2 separate regions of the Mus musculus genome follow, and region 1 is linked to region 2. The links are chromatin contacts, called in public promoter capture Hi-C maps. All regions are on one chromosome and are shown on one strand. Each heading gives the region's core, a stretch centred on a gene start, on an enhancer-like site or on the middle of the called end of the contact. The rest is flanking DNA. Distances are from core to core; before and after follow the strand shown. Region 1 overlaps Grm4 (glutamate receptor, metabotropic 4). Region 2 holds the start of Ip6k3 (inositol hexaphosphate kinase 3).

Region 1 (5,193 bases), core at 1,622-4,121, 260 kb before region 2:
TGTGTCCCTGTGGCCTGCAGCCTGCTCGCCCACCCTACCCGTCTGCCATGTGTCCTGCCCGCCTGTCCGCCTTGCCCTTCCTGCCAACGACACGGAGTTCAGTGCCTGAGTGTTTGGTGATGGTCTCTGATGTGTAGCATGACTGTTTTTATACCGAGAACATTTCTAATAAAGAGAAACACATGGTTTTGCACCCGGCCTGCGTGTCCACTGCGGGCCCCCGTGCTCAGCCACCGCTGGTGGCCAGAGGCCAGCAGGGGCAGAAGGACTGTGAACTCCAGAAGGCTGCTGGGAGCAGGGCCCTGTGAGGGCTTTAGACTTGGACTGCTGGCATCTCAAACAAAGTGAGCAGGACACTGCAGAGTGCTGCAGTGCCTAAGGGGGTTGGAGAGATGGCGTGGTGGTTAAATATGTCTTACAGAAGACCCAAGTTTGGGTCCCAGCATCCACATAGCATAGATCCAGGGGATCACCTGCTCTCTCTGGGCTAACCTGGGTACACACCTACACACACACACACACACACACACACACACACACACACACAATCAAAAAATAAATCTTTAAAGAAAACCTGCACCTCTCCAGGCAAGGACGTCTCTTGCAGAATTTGGCTCAGGATACCAGGGTCCCCAGTCCAGTCCTGATTTCCTATCTTCAGGTGCTAGGGTGCCTGGGACCCATGTGTCGGCACATGGCACTGTAGGGGTATGACTCCTTGTGGTCTGTGTGTCTGTCTCCTCTTTTGTGTGCTCAGGTGTCTCTCTACCTCATATGCATCTGTCCTAGCCAGTGGCAAGTGTGTGTGGCAGGCGTGCAAGTGTGTGTTGCTAGCAGCTGGCTCCCTTGACAGGTTGGAAGGTAGGCAGGGGGCATGGCTAAGAGGTTGGGCTCTGCCAGGAGCTGGCAATGGGATCTGACCCTGGTTCTTGGCACTGTCCCTCCCCCAATTCTTCCACCCAACAGCTAATGACAGGGTTGTGGGCATCATAGCCAAAGGGACAGAGGGGCCCTGGGCAGGGTTGCAGATGTCATCTCTGGGTAGTATCAGGTGTTGAGGTCCCCTGAGCCCCCTGAGCCAGCCCTTACTCCTGGGGGCCAGCTCTGCTCAGCCCCTCACATCACCAGGTTTCTGAGTGGTACCCAGGATGTGTGAGGAAGGGAGAAGAGGACTGGCTGTCTGGTGGGATGGTCCCACAACCGCTCAGATTAGGTTTTGGCCAGCCCTGTGCTACAAGTAGGCTCACTCAGGCAAAGCCAGAGTACCAGATCACAGACTTCTGGAAGCTTCCAGGTGAATAGGTATATGAGGTGAAGGATTAACTTCAGAGGAGAAAGGCACCCTCAGGGGGATTCCCGCAGCACCCCGCCTTTCCTCTGGGGGATTCCTGCAGCACCCAGCCTTGCCCCTCCTCAGCTCTGAGGCTTGAGGCTTCCCAGGGAGAAGGCCTGGCCCAGAGCTATAATGCCACGCTTGGCAGCCCATTCCCACTGTGCGTGGTGACATCATTTATGATCTAGTTTGGAATCATCTCTCTGTTCGTCTCACACTCTGGAGGGGCTGAGGTCAGTCCCCAGCCTTCCTTCCCCTATGTGAGAGCTGAGAAAACCCAGCTGCCAGGGAGTCCTCGGGAAGCCACACCAACCCTGAAACATTGATTCCTGTGGGAAGGTGATGGTCACAGATTGTTAAGTAGGAAGCCTTGAGCTGGGTGGGTCTGAACCCCTGAACCAGAATGTGGGTACTTAAAAGTGGGGGCCCATGGGCCCAAGGCTGGTACGACTAACCCGAAAGTCAGGACTGCCTGCAACATGGGAAAGTAGAGAAGGGTCCATATGCACTGCTGGAAGACCGGAGCAGCTAGAGCGCCGGTGTGAGCCACTCGGAGGTGAGGGAGGCTCTTCCTGGGCCAGCTGGCAGCTCCCATCCTATGTTATAAATTGAATTTTATGATCATTTCCTATTGCTGTATGGGGACTGGTATCTTGGGCCGCTTGCACACTAGGCGTGCCCTCTACTCACCGAGCTTACCTCCAGTCTCCCTCTTGTTTTTATTTTCTGTTCTCAGACAGTCTTTCTCTACATTGAACTTTTTGGTTCTGCTGCTCCAGCTTCTGGGGTAGCTGGAAAACAGGTGTGCATGCACTCCCAGCCATACAGACAGGTCTGTACCCCTCTCCCCGCCAGCCACATTGTTCAGGTCTGTACCCCTCCAACCCCCACCACATGGACAGATCTACACCCCCTAGTCACAGGGACAGGTCTGTACTGCCCTCCCCCCCCTCCCCGCTCTCTGCCATATAGACAGGTCTGTAACCCCTAGCCACACGGATAGGTCTACACCCCCTAGCCACATGGACAGGTCTAGTCTACACCCCAACCCCTAGTTCATAAGGGACACTGAGCCACGCAGATAGGTGCTGGAGACACCCAGGCTTTTATATTTCAGTAAGACAGGACGATGGAAACCCCGTAGGGCTGGACTATTCTCCTGGGGTCTCAATTTTGAGGAGGTTAAATGGGTAGATCTACCCTAGCATCCTCTCTATCCTTGATTACATGACACAGCCTAAGGCACTCTCAGGCCACAGACCTACACTAGCCTGGGGAGGCTAAGCGGCTCTCAGAACAGCCCAGGGATGGCTGAGGCACTCCGGACCAGTCACAGACCCAGCCCTGGGGTCGGCAAAGCAAAAGGGAACCAGCAGTGCCCCCCTACAAGCTTGCCTATGGTTCACAAACAAGACAGTTGCTCCTGCCTGGGCCAGGGCCAAGAGCTGCCAGGTGACATGGACAGACTAGTGACACCTCCCCCCCATCCCTTTCAGGACCTGCTGAAGCCAGCTTTGGAATGCAGAGCCTGAGGCCTGGTTCTGCCAGCTCCAGGGCTGGCTCTGTTCTCCTAGCCACTTCTCCTGGAGGCAGGAGGCCAGGGGGGCCAGAGCTAGGACAAAAGGGGCCCCAATTAGCATTGTGCCAGCTGTCCCTGAACCACGTCTGCCCTCAGAACCACCAAGGAGCTGTGGAGCCCCAAGGAAGGAATCTGAAGGACCTGGACCCCTTTATAGTCTCATGAGGGTCTCAGAGCCCAGATGTCCACTGAGCGCCCCGGGTAGTCTCAGGCTTCCTGGCTTCTGTCAGCCTCTCTGTATAGTACCCTGGCCCTGCCCCAAGCCTCGGCTCTGGCCCCGAGCATCACCAGGCCTGTTCCCCAGACAGCTCTCTGTGCTGAACAGCACACGCGCGCCAGGATCTCACTTCATTTGGCAAGGGTAGCAATTAGCATCTAATGAGCCTTCTTGCTTTATTTTTAGGTAACCTCTGAGGCCCTGCCCGTGGAATTCAGCCCGCCATTGCTGGCACATAATTAAAGCATGTCACCATAATTTGCCTTTTTTCCCCCTTACAAAGCCATAATTATGTTTTTATTGCAAGTGAAGGGGGGAAAGCAGGGGAAAAGAAAACAAAGAGAGGCGGGGCCGGGGCAGGAACCCGGGCTAGGCTTCCTTAGCCAGGGTCTCCCTGCCTTCTGGGGGCCACTTCCCCTCAGCATCTCTGGGAACTCCCTCTAGCCCTGCCTGATGGCCCGCCCAGGGGAGAGCAGAAACTGTGTCCGAAGGGATGATTCCTAAGTTGGGAGCAGGCACGAGGGAGCCCCTGCATCTTCTGCAGTTGTTGGAAATTTTCCATAATAAAAAGTTAAATGAAACTCTGCTCCCAGGAAGGAGTCTGCTGGCTGCTTTCTGGGCTTGCCAGAGCAACGTCTCTCCATCATTAATTAGTGCTCTGTGTGTGTGTGTGTGTGTGTGTGTGTGTGTGTGTGTGAGGGGGTGAATGTGTGTGTGTGTGTGTGTGTGTGTGTGTGTGTGTGTGTGTGTGTGTGAGGGGGTGAATGTCCCTTCCTGGTGGGAATGCCTGGAACCAGATGCTCCCAGCCCCCAGCCCCAAAGTCTCAGGTGCCCCCCATTCACCCGAATCTGATCATCTGGCAACTGTGCTGGAGTCCAGCATGCAGACGGCAGCCATGATGGCGAGGGGCGGGGAACAGCTTATGTTTTCAAAGGGCTTTCCAGGGATGTCCCCCCCTCCTCAGGATTCCTCAGGGGTGGGGGTGGGGGATCTGGGGAAAGCGTGGACCAGCAGCACTACCGCCCAGCTTCTTCCCAGCATGCACTGGGAATGAGGAGTCCGGGATTCCAGCTAAGGCTCTGCTACGGACTGCTGGGTGTCCTTGGACAAACTGCCTTCCTTTTCTGGTCCAGTTTCTTCCCCCTTAAGATGAGGAGGTGAGCTCTGAGCTCAAAGCTGAGTAAGCAACAGAGATCCTACCCTGTGGAAAGGGGAGGAATAGACTGAAGAGGTTTGGGGGGGCAGTTACTATGGTAACTGTGCCCCTAATAAGGGGCAGGGGAGAGACCGAACATACAAATGAGACCATTCTCTTCTCCAGCTTTGGTGGATTGGCTGAGGCCTTTTTAGTGCGAGGGAGGGAGTCACAGAAGGGGGTGGAAGAAGGCCCAGAGGAGATCTGCCCAGGGTGATGCTTTGCCTGTCGTGGTGGAAGAAGACAGAGAACTTGAAGGCTGAGCTGGACCAGGCCGCCAAGCCCATCCACTGCCCATCACACACAGGAGTGAGAAGGGGACTCCCAGATTTTGTTTTCTACGTTTTCATTTCTTTTTGCATTTATTCATCTACCGTGGTTGTACACGTGCCATGCCATATGTGTGAGGGTCTATGGACAACTTGTGGGAGTTGCTCCTTCCACCATGTGGTTCTGGGGATCGAACCTAGGTCCTTTAGCTTGGTGGCAAGCCCCTTTACCTGATGAGCCATCTCAGCAGCCCCTGTACTTTACTTCACTCTGTACAGAGCTCCTGAGTTGTGAATGGCAGTGTTTCCAAGGAGCACCCCCTCTGCTGCCACCCTCATCCCTCCTCTGAGTCATCTGTCCCGTGTTCCTCACCACTGGTGGTGTTCCTCTAGTGGTGCTCCCCTCCTCTCGTGTGGTGCTCCCCTCCTCTAGTGAAGTTCTTCTCTCTAGTACGGTGCTCCTCTCTTCTAGTGTGGTGCTCCCTTCTAGCGTGGTGCTCCCCTCTAGTTTTGAACAGTTTGGTAATATGCCATGGGGTAGCATTCTTCATGTTGTTTGTGCGTGCTGGGTTTCTTAGACACTTTAAACATTGCTTGCG
Region 2 (5,206 bases), core at 699-3,198:
GCTTGGTCAACCTAAAGGATAGAAGGGAAGGCTGACCCGGGGCAGTCTAGACCTGATGTATGCCCTTTACCCCACACCATCTCTCCCTGGCCAGATGTTCATATACCTACCCCCCAGCTCATCTTCCCTCCCACCAGCATCCGAAGGCCCCCTGGGAGGGTGACACCGGTGGCCTCTGTCTTTGATCCGCCTTCCCCTGTGTGCTCCCTTTGGGGCACAGCCTGCCTGTAACTGCAAACCCAAGGCTGACTTCCAGTGTACTGTGTTCTAGTCCCTTGGTTCCTCTGAGAAGCTCCAGGCTTGGGCTCCTGCCCAGTTCCCATCACTTCTGATCCTCTTGGCTTCCCCGTGCCCTAGCTGGACCTTCAGTCTTCCTCCCCTCGGCTGCCGCCGCCATCTTCCCACTGTTTCTTTCCTCCTTCTGGTGTCAGGAGATCACTTCCCAGGTCCAATCTGAGCTCCCTCCATTTGACTGAGCCTCTCTCTGTTCTGACAGGGTCCTCTGTTGGGAGAGTCTGGTACCCCCGGGCCTCCAACAGTGCTTACCGGGAAGCACTTTTGGATTGACAGAGGGATGGATGGCCTTACTCTGGACCTGAGATCTTCTGAGCATCCACAACTCGTGGCGAGCCACCTGAGGTAGCTGGGAGTGGGTGGGGGTGCCAGGTGAAAGAGAGGACATGGCCTAGCCCAGCCTTGTCCTTCCTTCTGAGCAGGGATAGAAAAGAAAACAGAGAAGGTTGAGGTGGGATCAGTAGGTCTGCAAGTGCTTAGTAGGGCTGTGTATTAGCCAGGATTCTCTAGAGTCCCAGAACTTATGGAATGACTTCTATATTGAGGGAATTTGTTATGATGACCTACAGTCTGTAGTCTAACTCCCCAACAATGGGCAGCTGTGGGTGGGAAGTCCAAGAATCTAGTGGTTGCTCAGTCCCATGAGGCTAGTTGTTTCCGATGGTCTTCTGTAGATGTAGGTTCCGACAGATGTGCTGGCAAGTAAGTGCAGGTGAAAAAGAGAGTCTTCCTTCTTCCCATGTCCTTATTAGACTTCCCGCAGAAGGCGTGGCCCAGATCTGGGATTTGATTTGTCCCAGGCTGACCTTGAACTCAGAGAACTCTTTGCCTTAATCTCCTGGGATTAAAGGAATGTATTACCTTGCCTAGGCCTAAACTTTTCATAGCCACTATGCCTCACGATCTCCATGCTAAGATCCAGGTCAGAAGCCTGTGTCTTCCAGCTTCAAGATCTGGATCATAGGTGAGCCCTCCATTTCTGGATTGTAGTTCATTCTAGATATGGTCAAGTTGACGACCAGGAATAGCCACTACAGACTGCAGACTCTCTCTGTGTGAGACCTTGGGTCCTACCCTAGCATTACATAAAGGACAAGTGATGAGAGGATTTCATCAGGTAAGGGCACACGTCGTCAGGCCTGACCCTGGACTTCAATTCCTGAAACCCACATGGGGAAGAGAACCCATGCCTACAAGTTATACTCTAACCTCCACAGGAATGGCATGGCATGTGTGTGCCCTTACACATGCATGCACACAGATATGTATGTATGTATGTATGTATGTATTTATCTATCTATCTATCTATATGTGTGTATCTATACACACACACACACATATAAAATGATTTTTTAAATAAATAATTGGGGACTCTGTAGCAATTAGTACCTAGACTTCAGAACCAGTCACACTTCAAGATAGCTGAGCTGAATTCTCTTTCCTACCTTCTCCTACTCCCCCAAATTTTCCCCTTCTTCCTAGTCCCTGCCCACCTTCCTCGTCTTTCCTCTCTCCTCTTTCCCCTCCCTCCCAGACCCCTGGCCCCACTCCAGAGCTGTGGATACCAGCTGACAGCTGGGCATTCAGGCCTAGAGGGTCAGGTGGTTTCCCTTACCCAGGCCACTGACAGCCTAGATCTGGACGGGAAACTCCACCCGGGCCCCAGCGGGAGAACTGAGCTGGGCCAGACCTTTTCCTGTGCTTGCAGACAGAGGAGGGCACTGAGAGACAAGAGCCCCTACTGCACACTCCCTGATACCCCCCAGAAAGAGGCTCTGGTGAGTGCAACCTTGATGTAGGATGGGGAAGAACCATCTTACTGAGCCCTGGATGGTTCCAGGGTGAGGGACAGAGGGTGTCAAGGCCATAGGCCAGCTCCCATGGTGGGGTAGCTTCCCTACAGACTGGTTGGGAGTCATAGGGGATATAGGCCTGTTGGAGGTGCCTGTGACTTGGAATTTACCTGTGCGTGCGTGTGTGTGTGTGTGTGTGTGTGTGTGTGCATGCTTGTGCAGGCTGGGGTGTGCAGGGGCTGGGACAGGCAGCAATTTAGAGATATGGGCATATGTCCATGTCCCATTTCTTCCTGTCCCCTTAGCATGACCCCCTCTCCCTCTTTCAGCCTGCACTAATGTGCTCCCCCTGACCCACAAGTGGGCAAGCCAGGTCTACAGCAGTGGCTATGGATTATGGGTGAAGGGCTGGAGGCAGCCACGTTCCTTCAGACTGGGTTAAACCTTCCCAGAGGCAGGCATCCGAGGAGAGTCCTCCCTCCACACTTTGGAGCCAGGGATCAGCATGTCCTGTCCCATCAGCCCCACCCTTCCTCCTGATGAGACCACGGGGTCGGGTGACATCAGTACCTGTGGGTGGTATCTTAGGGCCTGGGTGCAGGGACACCCTGGAGAAGGTTAGGTGGCCGAGGGAAGTCACTGAGAGACATTCATAGGAGACATGAACCAAGGCTAATGACCTCTGCTGCCCTAGACAGAGGCAGAATCTTGGAGACCCCACGCCTGCAGGGTCTTCAGTGGCCCCCGAGACCTGAATCTGAGCCATTTCTATGATCTCAGGATTATACATGGAGGTATGGGAGGGGGACGCAGCCCCACTCCTTTGAAATAAGGTCTCATGTAATCCAGGCTGGCCTTGAATTTGCCATTATAGCCAAGTCTAGCCTTGAATCCTACATGTTCGCGCCTCTGCTTCCAAGCTCCAGGGCTATGTGTGTGCACCGCCATGCCTAGCTTAGCTCTGCGGTTTAATTTTTCCTCTTGAAAGACCTTATGGGAAAATGGAGAGGATGCTGCCAGGCATGCTCGTGTAGCCCATACCGGACTCCATGCATTCTTTCTGTGTCTTGCCACACTTCCTTCAGAAACTACCCATGAGACATCAGGAATCCGAAGTCATTTATGAGAGGCTCAGGTCTCACAGCACACCTCACTCAGTCCTGACAGAACCCCAGGGTCATGATCCTTCTGACATGGGCCACATCTGCCCCTGGATCAGGAGGGATTCATCTGATTAAAGCTGTGTTAGACCAAGAGCCAGTCCTACTTTTAAGATTCCTCTCAGTTTCCAGAGACCCTGCCTCCACCCTCTGGTTCTCTCTCCAGAGGCCCTACCTCCACCCTCTGATTCTCTCTCCAGAGGCCCTGCCTCTACCCTCTGGTTCTCTCTCCAGAGGTCCTGCCTCCACCCTCTGGTTCTCTCTCCAGAGGCCCTGCCTCCACCCTCTGGTTCTCTCTCCAGAGGCCCTGCCTCCACCCTCTGGTTCTCTCTCCAGAGGCCCTGCCTCCACCCTCTGGTTCTCTCTCCAGAGGCCCTGCCTCCACCCTCTGGTTCTCTCTCCAGAGGCCCTGCCTCCACCCTCTGGTTCTCTCTCCAGAGGCCCTGCCTCCACCCTCTGGTTCTCTCTCCAGAGGCCCTGCCTCCACCCTCTGATTCTCTCTCCAGAGGCCCTGCCTCCATCCTCTGGTTCTCTGCCACATGCCCGTTGAATTGAAGGTACTTACAGATGGGGAGTCTGAGGCTGGAGTCCCTCCTGTGGGGGTTCCCTGAATCTAGGCCCACCATGCTCTCTCAGGAACCTAAGAAGCCCTCCTCTGCCCCTATGCATTCTGCCTCCTCTTGGCTGCATTCTGGGGCCAGCAGCAGCCCCTCCCCTCTGCACAGGCACTTGAATAAATCCTCACCAGGCAGAAATCCTTATGGTTGCTGTCTTGTTCACTATCAGCCGCGGGGAACAGCAATAAACTTTATGAACATTGGTTGTTACGGAAGGAAACCTGCAGGCTGCTGGGGGAAGTGAGAGTGTGAGGCATACGTCTGCAACAGTGTTGTGTTGGCCTGCGTTGCCCTGTGGCATTCTGCTCCTGTGCAATCCAGGGCACCTGCCTGTGTGCAGAGCCATTTCTCAGCCCCTGTCGGTCCCTGTCTCTACTGAGGCAGCCATAAGAGGAGACAGACCCAGTCTTGATGACTTCAGAGCTTTTTAAAGACATTCCTGATGGGGCAGGAGAACTTCAGCTGTGGGCTCTGCACTCTGGGACAGGTCTGGACAAACTCAGGGTGTCCCAAGAATATGCCCACTGACTGTTAGCTGTGGAGGGGCTACTGGCTTTAGTCTTCAGACAGTGTTAATCCCTCCTGGATATTCCTGGCATCCACACGTGTACTGCTGCCCTCTGCCGGGGAAGGGTGTGCTGGCAAGTCTCCCTAAGAGATTCACTCCAGAAATGGGCAGTGTAGGGTGCTCTGGTGGGAAGAGAACATAAGAACAGCAAGCATACACACATGCATGCAAACACACACACCACACACACATACATGCATACATATACATACACATAAACACACACCATCACACATACATAGATACATACACACACACATACACACACCACACACACACACATATATGCACCACATACAGACACATAACACACATGGACACACATACTACACACATACATATATACACACATACACACACATATACACATAAACACACACATATACACACACACATACACACAGCACATACATATAAACACATACACACATGGACACACACACTACACCACAAACACCATATACACATATACACACATACACACTCATAAACACACATACACAAATACCACATACACTCACCACACACGTGTACACACATGTATACATACATACACATATACCACACACATACGAACTACACACACATATACATACACGCACACACATACACATGTTCTGCATAATTCTTGTGCTCTTACCTTTAAAACTGTTGCTGGAGGCTGGGAAGTGTGGTTCAGTGGATAGAGAGCTTGTCTGATACTCAGAAAACCTAGGATCCTGTCCTCAGCACTGTATCACTTGGGCATGGTGGCACACTCTGTAATACAAGCAT

Evidence for each region. Promoter capture Hi-C pulls out the DNA fragments that hold promoters and counts their contacts.
Region 1: a promoter capture Hi-C map of hippocampal neurons shows a contact between it and region 2, with 4 times the contacts expected there. The contact joins the enhancer-like site here to the promoter of Ip6k3 in region 2. A contact is called at or near these places in 9 of 39 promoter capture datasets (the C10 cell line, cranial neural crest, embryonic stem cells and 5 more), 1 of 15 datasets of contacts at CTCF or cohesin (large pre-B cells) and 1 of 115 datasets of contacts at active chromatin or transcription factors (embryonic stem cells).

What each region holds. Positions count from the first base shown.
Region 1 is chr17:27,420,904-27,426,096 of GRCm38.p6, reverse strand. Grm4 (glutamate receptor, metabotropic 4) reads left to right here. Exons shown (of 11, transcript NM_001291045.2): 11 at 1-193. Among named protein-coding and RNA genes, the nearest start is that of Gm35007, 24 kb to the right of the region's middle. Within about 2 kb of position 2,871, at least 83 of the 459 cell types and tissues checked have an H3K27ac peak or open chromatin away from gene starts, as enhancers often do. A contact at or near this core is called in hippocampal neurons, where this site is marked.
Region 2 is chr17:27,164,506-27,169,711 of GRCm38.p6, reverse strand. It overlaps Ip6k3 (inositol hexaphosphate kinase 3), which reads left to right and starts at 1,948. Exons shown (of 6, transcript NM_173027.2): 1 at 1,948-2,072.